2 separate regions of the Macaca mulatta genome follow, and region 2 is linked to region 1. Evidence: chromatin contacts called from public Hi-C data. All regions are on one chromosome and are shown on one strand. Each heading gives the region's core, a stretch centred on a gene start, on an enhancer-like site or on the middle of the called end of the contact. The rest is flanking DNA. Distances are from core to core; before and after follow the strand shown.

Evidence for each region. Hi-C and Micro-C count contacts between places; a contact is called where the count stands out from the background.
Region 2: a Hi-C map of fetal cortex germinal zone shows a contact between it and region 1, with 3 times the contacts expected there. The contact joins the promoter of SLC35F5 here to the promoter of ACTR3 in region 1. A contact is called at or near these places in 4 of 14 Hi-C or Micro-C datasets (CD4 T cells, cortical neurons, fetal cortex germinal zone and 1 more).

What each region holds. Positions count from the first base shown.
Region 1 is chr12:23,708,013-23,712,831 of T2T-MMU8v2.0, reverse strand. ACTR3 (actin related protein 3) reads left to right here and starts at 1,839. Exons shown (of 12, transcript XM_077956869.1): 1 at 1,839-2,091. LOC106992551 (a long non-coding RNA gene) reads right to left here and starts at 2,778. Exons shown (of 9, transcript XR_013401963.1): 1 at 2,661-2,778.
Region 2 is chr12:23,858,692-23,863,510 of T2T-MMU8v2.0, reverse strand. It overlaps SLC35F5 (solute carrier family 35 member F5), which reads right to left and starts at 1,969. Exons shown (of 18, transcript XR_013401972.1): 1 at 1,375-1,969; 2 at 785-872; 3 at 492-633.

The DNA.
Region 1 (4,819 bases), core at 590-3,089:
AAATCTACTTTATCAAGCTGCTTTCAAGATAAACTTTAAAATGCTTAGAGCAGTCGACAAATTCTTGCACTGTTTGACTCTTCCTTATCTCTCAGGCTTCCTCTCCCATTGCATCTTCTCTGACTCTTTCGTTTTGACCATATGGATCTTCTTTCAACTTGTAGAAGATGCCAAGCTTGCTCCTGCCTCAGGTCCTTGATACTTGCTGTTCACTCTCCTGGGAGGCTCTTCCTCCCAGCTCAGCTTTTAAATACCAGCTGGTCAGACTCCTTCCCTGCCTTCCACCTTCCTCCCATTCTCCCACTCCTTGCCCTCATTTCTCAGAGTCCTCAGCTCTCCTTTCTACTGCTCTTAACACAATTTGTCTGTTTTCCGCTAATCTGCAAACTCTACAAGAGACCTCAACTATTTTGTCCCACCGAATACTCAGAGTCAGCACAGTCCCTGCCATAACAGAGTAGGTAAGCAATACTTACCTGCCAAGTGAATAAATGAAACACCCGATTCCATCCCCCAGGCCAGCTTAATACCACATTAGATGATCTCACGGACTGAATAAGACATCCTTCCTTTTAAAGAATATTTTTATTTTAGCTTCACATTAGCAAACTCAGAATGGTTTATTGTTAAGATCAGCCTGGTAGAGAGGAAAGCTATTAACCTTCTAGGGTCCTAAAGTGGAACTAGGAACTGATTAGATACGCAGATTTTCAGGCATTATTTCAGACAGCCCAGTCAGAGAATTCTGGGGGTGTGGCCCAGCAATCTGTTTTAACAAACCTTTCGGGTGATTCTGACACACACTAAAGTTTGAAAGGTTTCTTTAAGGCTTTCCAGTTTTCTTTTCTTTTTTTGGAGGGATGGTGGTGGTGGTGGGGGGGTCTCCCTATGTGCCCAGACTGATCTCGAACTCCTAGCCTCAAGCTATCCTCTCCTCCCACCTCGGCCTTCCAAAGCATTGAAATTACAGGCCTGACCCACTGCGGCCCGCCTCCGTCTTTAACTTAAAAAAAATTTTTTTTGGGGGGGCTAAATCCCTTCTATTATCCCGCTAGTAGAATCTTACTACTCCTGAGGGTAATCTTTGTCATAGTCCAAAAGCCTTGAATAAAGGCTGTTTGTAGTTTTGCAGAATATATTCCTGGGCGGTTTGCCTTCCTCAGGAGCTCAGGCCTTGGGAGGTGGGGGTTGGAGGGCAGGGCTACATTCTGAAGTCCTGTAACAACGCACAAGTACAACTGAATAAAACTCGGAACAAAGGCATCAGGGCCACGGTGCAAGCCTTTGTTCATCCGTTCCCCGACTGCTCACCCTGTGTGATATCGCTCTTTTCCACCCAGAAAAGCAGCCACTCAAGTTTTAAGAATGGATGCATGCCGCGGACGTTTTCGATTAGGCCGTTTTCTCCCAGGCACTGGAGGATATTCGTGGCTGCAGGAGGCGCTTCCACTCTTTCCTCAACCTAGCAGAGAAGTAACTGAAACTAACCCAAGGGCTACCACCGAAAAGCCCCTTCCAGCTTCAGAAGCAGAACTAGAAGCTCGGCTAGACTTCTCCGTCTCTACCCTCCTGGAAAACCCGCTGTGGATTTCACTAACTTCAGGATCGGAGCCCCGGCAGGCGAACGCACCTTATTGCGCATGCTCGCTAGCCCCTCCCGCTCGGAGCGGAAGGGGGAGTGCTCGGGGCCTGGGCCTGGCCTGGCCGGGGCGTCGGCACCGGCGGCCATCTTGGCTTCCCGGGGAAAGGCGGCGTGAGGGGAAGAAGTTGTAGGGTGGGGGCAGGAGTGGGGAGGAGGGAAGAGAGAGGGGGAGGAGGCCGCGGCGGGGCAGGGCGGGGACTGCCTGCCTGCTTGGGTTGCGGAAGTGATAGCCGCTGACCGAGCCTGCTGCTTTCTTGCTACTGCTTCGGCTTCCCGGCTACCCCCCGGACGGTGAAGGCGGCCCGGCTGTGGATGGTCAGATAGCGCCTGTCTCCCGCCGCCAATCTCTGGCCCCTAGCAGCACGGAGCAGACGGCGGCAGCAGCAGCAGCAGGCGAGGAGGAAGATGGCGGGACGGCTGCCGGCCTGTGTGGTGGACTGTGGCACGGGGTAAGGGGGCTTACGGGCGGGGGTGGGGAAACTGAGGCGGAGGAAGGAAAATGGCGGGGGAGGGAGGAGGCCGGGAAATGAATGGTGCGGCGAGGTGCTGCCGCCGGCTGTCAGTCCTAGACTCGCCGGCCAGCGAGGGGTGGGGCCCGGAGCCAGGGCCTCGCCGGTCCCCTCGTTTCTCCCTCCTAGGACTGGGGCGGGGGCGCGGGCCCCAGATTCAACCCCCAACCCTCCCTGCAGCTTCCTCCGCGCGACCCCTCCCGGCCCTTCCCCCACGGCGGTGGGCAGTGCCGCCCAGAGAGTGCTAGGGACGGTCGTCTTAGGGGTGGTCCCCGGGCCCGACCCATCCGGCTTTGCTTTCCCTCCGTGTCCCTTTTTGCCAGTCGGTGTGGGGACCCAGGGGCCGAGCTCGGGGACTGGCCTGGTAGAGGAGCTAGAAAAGAGAAGCGCTCCTGGTAGGTTTTGCAAGATCGCTGTGACAACATTCTGCCCAGGGTGTGGGTGGGGAAAGGGAAGAATCGGACTCTGAAAATGGGAACCTACAGTGGGGTTTTCATTTGACCACCCACCTTCTCCTTTCGACTCCCGGTCATTGCCATCTCCCTCTGCGTTTCAACCGGTGAACCGAGTCACATTTTAATTCGAGGGAGAAAGATGTCATGTGTTACTTCTGTAGCCTCAAAAAAGTCCCCCAGTGAGCAAGCGCGCTGTAACTTCCTTAGTTTTGTCAAAGCCGCTTCCTGCTTTCAGTCTTTTATACCCTTATAAGGTAGTTTTTAGTTTCCAACCTGAACACATCTTATTAGAACTTTTAAAATTAAGCAGATTTTAAAGAGACTGAATTACAGGTGCTTGGTATCCATTTATATGACTTAAAAAATGTGCTTATGTTTCATGGAGAGGGGAGAAAGGAAGCACCCTGGGAAATAAACTAATTTAAGTTGTATTCGTTCATTCTGTAAAGGTATCTTGAAGGAAGCAGAAAGGTATAGAGGTATATAGGAATGTGTTTAAGTTGCAAGTAGTTACTCCTAGATCTGTAGGGTAGTTTGCTAAAATGTAGAATGGCTTAAAAGTGATCTTTCATTTTGTATTAATAGACATTTTAGAGAGTTGTACCACACTCATAACTACATAGAGAATAGACTACTCTTATTTTAATGTAGAATCACTGCTTCACGATGACTTATAGGAAGGGTTTTTTTTTTTTCTGTTCTGATTACATCTCTCCAATTCCCAAAACACTCCCAATTTTTTTTTTTTTTTTTGAGGGGGAAGGCAGTGAGAGGCTTGTTTTTTTATTAATTATAATTATTAATTTCATTATTGTTACTTAAAAGATTGTGTGTCCTTCACTCTTTACGTGAAATTTCTTTAATCTTCATTCTCATAACTAGCTAGTGTGGCAGTTTCTAAAATCCCAATTAGGTAGAGAGAAACAACCAACTTCTTAATATTCTCCCTAGGAAAGCACTAGCCTAGATTAGCCTTGGAACTTCCATGTATTTTATTGATGAACACTTTATTATAAAGTTTTTCATGAACACTTTATTATAAAGTTTTTTCTTAATTGGTTCTCATTTCTCGGAACCAATAGTTTTTTTTATTTCCCCCTTCTTAGTCTAATTGATGAGTAGTTTTATGTCTAAGTTCAGTTTTAAAATTAGATTTGGCCTGAGTCAGTAGGATAGAACTTTTTAAATGTGTTTTGTTAAAGTGACGAATATTGCTACATAATTAATGCTTTAGAAATTACTGAGTTGTCAAAAAAAATAGTGTAAATAACTGTGGCCCTAAGAAATAATATGGTAACATCTCAAGTAGTATGTTACTTTTCTAATCTCCATTTTTCCCTCTTTGAAATAGTTTCGAATTAGTATACAGGATGTCTCATTGAGGTCATCTGTCCTTAAGTGACCTCCTTTCCTAAAGGGCAACCTTGAATTTAAAACATGCTGAATGACCAGTAGGATCGGGGAGAGGGGTTCAATTTAACCTAGAGTATTTCTGTTTTAAAATTACAATTATTACAATAGTATATTTTTAAGTTATTACACTGGTTTCTCTGATAAGGAGAGGTTGTTAACTGCACTTTGATGATTTGAATGGAACTGATTAGGAGTCCCCTTGCCACCTCCCTCTCTTTACCATTTGTCACAATCTGAAATTCCCCCTTTAGAGTTTCAGTTATTTTGGTCCTCAAAAGGCTTTTTGGTCTTGCAAGTTGCCAGTGGTGCCTCCTGGGAAGTTACACTTTCAGCTTTATTAGCACATGGAGGATAAGTCCTTGAGGTCGAGGACCCTGAGATAAGCATCTCTAAGTATGGCCTTAACAGGGAGCTTTTACATTTCAAAATTCTGTGGGCCCCGAATGCAAATTGTGCACCTATAATTTGTCTATTTCTTTATGCTTTAGAGAATGCATTCAGTTCTTAGGTCTCTAAATTACAATTACCCACTTAGCTTAAGTAAAAAGTTGTAACCTGAATCAGGTTGCTCATTTCATTCGTTATATAAATTAGGGAAAAGGTGGCTGGAAAAAAGTGGCCATCTGTAAAACTTGATCGTCTTAGATAAGAAAGCTTTTAAGAGTTAGGAAACTTGAAACTTAATCCCAAAACTTGTCGGGATCGTCCAGCAGAACTCAACATATGAATCACCTAGATTCAGGTCATAAAAGAGAATGCTTATTTTGAAAAGAATTTGAAAAGAAATACTTCATTCACAT
Region 2 (4,819 bases), core at 720-3,219, 150 kb before region 1:
ATACCAAGCACCTCATAATAAGGTTTGAGTCAGCAAGCATAAATGTGGATGCAACCACTCATGGGCATAACAGTGACCTACACATGAAAACTCATTATTTTTACTCATTTGTCCAAAAGCACGCTGAACTTTCTAGTAAATGGTGACATTGTTTTGCATCCTGATAGTTATTTCACTAGAAAATAATATTCACAGAAAGAATTTGAATTTAGAAAAAAAGCCAAAAGTAACACTTTCAAATATAAGAAAATATGCATAGTCTCTCTAAGTAACCCTCCCTAAAAGATGCAAGAAAACTGTATGAAACAATAAAAAAGATCATCCTTTCAGTTTTAACTTCAAGTGGCAATCATTCGATATTTTTTAAAAATTCGATAGCATTTAAGATACTGCTTTGAGAAAGCAGGAGATTGTAATGGCTAGAGTTACTACAGGTTAACAGTAACATCGTGGCTGTAATGTAACATCATTCCTGGACCGCAGGTACGTACCGAAGTAAGTTCGGAGGAAGCAACCCATATCACATCAACAAGCAGCAGAATAACAATCCCAAGAGCCATTCGCCTGCGCTGAGTGAAACCACTGTTCTGGGAATTCATTCGGTTCATGATAAACACACACACCATTTGCAGTCTGTTTTTTTTAGAAAATACAGATCACATTAGAGATGATTTTAGAAAAATAACCATTAAAAATCAGAAAATTAGTATAACAGAAACATCTGACATGTGTTAGCTAATGTTCAGTGTGAAAGTTACATAGTGGATAAGCATGTGGAACCTACCTGGTCTTAAGAGCCTCTCTGAGATCCTCAAGAGCAATGCCGGAAAACTTGGCAGATCTCAGTCTGAAAGGTGAAGAACTCAGCACCCCTAAAAACAACCATGAAATTATGCTATGAAAACGTCAGTAACTCAAGGTAAGATTCATCACATCGTTTTTTACTCTTCGCCTTCAAACTGAAAGCAAATCAAAGAAAAGGACCAAAAGGTGTTAAACATACTTGCCACCTTTCTCAGTACTTTCATGGTATCCACTGTACGCTTCAGATTATCCTTAGAGAGATACGCGATACCGGGCGGGCAGCGAGGGGGAGTAATATACAACAGACGGCACATTTAAGAATAGTTAACTACTAGAAAATAGCTTCTCTGAATTTCACAAACACAGAACTCCATTCACCTCTCCACCCAGAGGAATCCATCCCCGGGGACAGCGTCTAGACACTGTTTCTAAAAGTGTCTTTTCTGTCCCCGATCTCCTGGAGTGGAATTTGGTTATCCGAGAGTAAGTGATTTGTTGTGGATCTTGAAGGCACCTCTCCAATATCCTCAAGTGGTAAAAGAAAAGGATTCTCCACGCTCCTCCACCCACCTCTGTCAAAACATCCAGTCATTTCAAAAGAAACAGCTGGGAAAAGGAATCCTCCTCCTGTTTTGGAGCGGGGAAGACAGTTAAGGCAGTGACGCCTCCCCGGCGAGCCGAGGCGAGGGCGCACGCACGGCTTCCTCAATTGCCAGGGGTGGGCGCAGGGCTCGGGCGCCCCTGTCAGCTCCCGTCCCTCCGCCCCTGGAGACCGTCACGGTTTCGGTCAAGGCGCTCCGGCTGCCACCAAGGGCAGGAGGTGGTGCTGTTGGTGGGCACTCCGTCCCGGTTTGGGCTCCGGTGATGTCGGGGCCCTTCCCTGCCTGCCTACCTGGCCTTCCTGCCCCGCGATGGCGTCGTGGCGGCACCATGAGCGGACCGGCCAGGCCCCGCAGCCGCCCAGCGCCACGGCCGCGGCCTCGGACTCACAGAGCTGTCACGGCGCCTGACATCGCGCCGCACTTGAGGCCCAGCTCCTGAAGCCGCGGTGCCCCTCAGGGAGAGGCTGCTGACACCACCCAACTCCACTCGGCCCAGGAGGGCGTGGAGCGGGTGAGGGGAAGGGACAGCTCAGTCAGCGATGGCCGCGGAGACCCGGGGTTCTGCTCTGGCCCCGGCCCCGCCCCCGGCTTGCCCTCCGCGCAGCCTCGCCCCCCCCCCCGCCCGAAAGCGGCGACACGTCATAGAGGCGCGACGGCGGACTGCGCGTGGGCGCGTATCCAGCGTGGCGTGGCAGAGGCTAGGGAAGTAATGCGAGGCGCTCTGCAGCGAACGAGGATACACGGCGGCGAGGCGAAAAAAGAGCGAAGATAGGAAGAAGGGAAGTAGGGCGAGGTGGAGGAAGAAGAGGAAAGCGAGCGTGGGTGTCTGGGGCAGAGCGTTGGACGAGGGAGTGCCAAACCTAAGCCCGCCTTAGAACGAAAGCTGGCAGCTCCGTTTCACAAACTGCGAACCTGAAACTTTGGATATCCCTTTCTCGACAGCCGAAACGCAAAGTGGCTTAGAGTGCTTTTGATTCTTGAAACCTTTTGTATATAAACAAGATCTCAGCTCTAGGAGTTACAAACTACATCCTAGGGCAAGCTACTTCAACTTCTCTGGCCCTCGGTTTCTTTATCTACAAAATGGACATGATGATAGTACCAGCCACATTCGTTTTTTGTGTATATGCCAGGATTGCATGAGTTTACAAATGTGAAGGGCTTAGATCCATTCGTGGCACATAATAAGAACCTCACAAATGTTAGCAATTTTTTGTTTGTTTGTTTTGAGACAGTGTCTCACTCTGCCACCCAGGCTGGAGTGCAGTGGCACAATCACAGCTCACTGCAACCTCTGCTTCCCGGGGTCAAGCGATTCTCCAGCCTCAGCTTCCAATGTATCCGGGACTAGAGGCGCAAGCCACCAATGCCAGGCTAATTTTTATATTTTTCAGTAGAGACGGGGTTTCGCCATGTTGGCCAAGCTGGTCTCCTACTCCTGGTTTTAAGTGATCCGCCCGCCTCGAGCTGCCGAAGTGCTGGGATTATAGGCGCGAGCCACCACGCCCTGCCAAATGTTGGCGATTATTAAACTGTATATAGATTGTTCCTTAAATATTTTGACTATTCCATGGGAAAGGTTTGTTCAGCATCCTGATTTCTATCTAGAAGACAAAAACAAGACTAAAGGGTTCTGTAATTTAACATCTTGTCCAGATGGTGTGAAGAAATTAAGTTCTCTTACTCTTGTAGTCACGATTTAGTGTACCTCTTACCTTTTAAGTCTTGTTTCAGTGAAGTTGAATGCATATTCTAGCGACTAATAAAACAATGCCAATGAGCATTTTAATTGATCGAATCAATTTCAAATAAACTATAAGCATCAAACACCTCTAATAAATCATTCAGAAACGTATTGTGCAAGAAAAAAAAAAAAAAAAAAAAAAAAAAAAACCTTAACCAACTACTTGGTATGACTACTTAGGGGAAATTTCGTTGCAGACATTAATCATATTATTCCAGCACCAGTCTCTTTTTTTATTTCGTTAGCATTCTTTAGGGTATCAGCCCGTAAGACGCCTAAGAATTCTTTATGCTAATATTTGATGTATAGTCTGAAAAAATAATAGCATTATAAATATCTCTCAGAATCTTAAGAGTCAGGAAAGCTAGATACCAATTCTTAATCTGACTACAATTTGTTATATAATCTTGAGGATTATTCTACTTTCTACTGTGCCTCAGTTTCTTCTATAAATATGAGCTTCTGAATTAAAATATTGTAAATGATAGTACTGTGTAAGTTACCATTATTACCTCCTGTTTCCAGACCATCTGTTAAAGGACAAGCTGTGGATATTCTTGTAACGGATAAAGTAATTCTGGCAGACTGTCTTCAGCTAGTCTCAAAACCTAGTTTAACTTCCATTAATATCTTTTCCCTGGGTTATTTAAGGGAAATTCCACGGGACTGCTGTAACATAGGCCCTAGTGTGTTTCTGTGCTGTGGCAGCATCCTGAGCATCTCAGGCATTCCTTTTTTTGTCCTTATGTCTATGTCTTACCCAAGGCTAAATCTTCAACTGTGTAATTTCAAATGTAAGTTCCACAAGAGAAAGGATTTTGTTCTGTTTTGTTCTTCACTATTATCCTCAGCATCTAGAATAGTGCCTACTATTCTCTAGCTGCCAGTCAATGTTTGTTCAATGAACTTGAACATCCTGCTGTCTCTTGATCTTTTCCTTATACTTAATTCCTTTCCGAAGTCTCCATTTCTGTCATTTAGAGTGAGAAAAGAAAATTATTTTTATCTGAGGAATGTGGTTATTTTAAACTGTCAGACCCAGAGGGACATTAAAAGGAGACAACAATCACATCCTACTTCTCCCTTGAGCTAGGTATTCATCTCCTGAAACTGCTTGCTTATGCCACAAGTAGCTATAAATTAACCTAATGTCGCATCAGACACTATAACCTACATCCTATAGCTTAACAATGTAACCAGTCACTAATAAATGTTATTTCCATAAACCAATAAGAATTCTGTACACAACGTTGTATCAGTTCACTCCTTGTTCCCTTTTTTGCCTTTAAAGATTCACCTGTGGGCCGGGCGCAGTGGCTCACACCTGTAATCTCAGCACTTTGGGAGGCTGAGGCAGGCAGATCACGAGATCAGGAGTTCAAGACCAGCCTAACTAACATGGTGAAACCCCGTCTCTACAAAAATTAGCTGGGCGTGGTAGCATGCACCTATAATCCCAGCTACTCAGGAGGCTGAGGCAGGAGAATCGCTTGAACCTGGGGGTGGAGGTGGCAGTGAGCCAAGATGATGCCATTGACTCCAGCCTGGGCAACAGAGCAAGACTCTGTCTCAAAATAAATAAATAGGCTGGGCGCGGTGGCTCAAGCCTGTAATCCCAGCACTTTGGGAGGCCGAGACGGGTGGATCACAAGGTCAGGAGATCGAGACC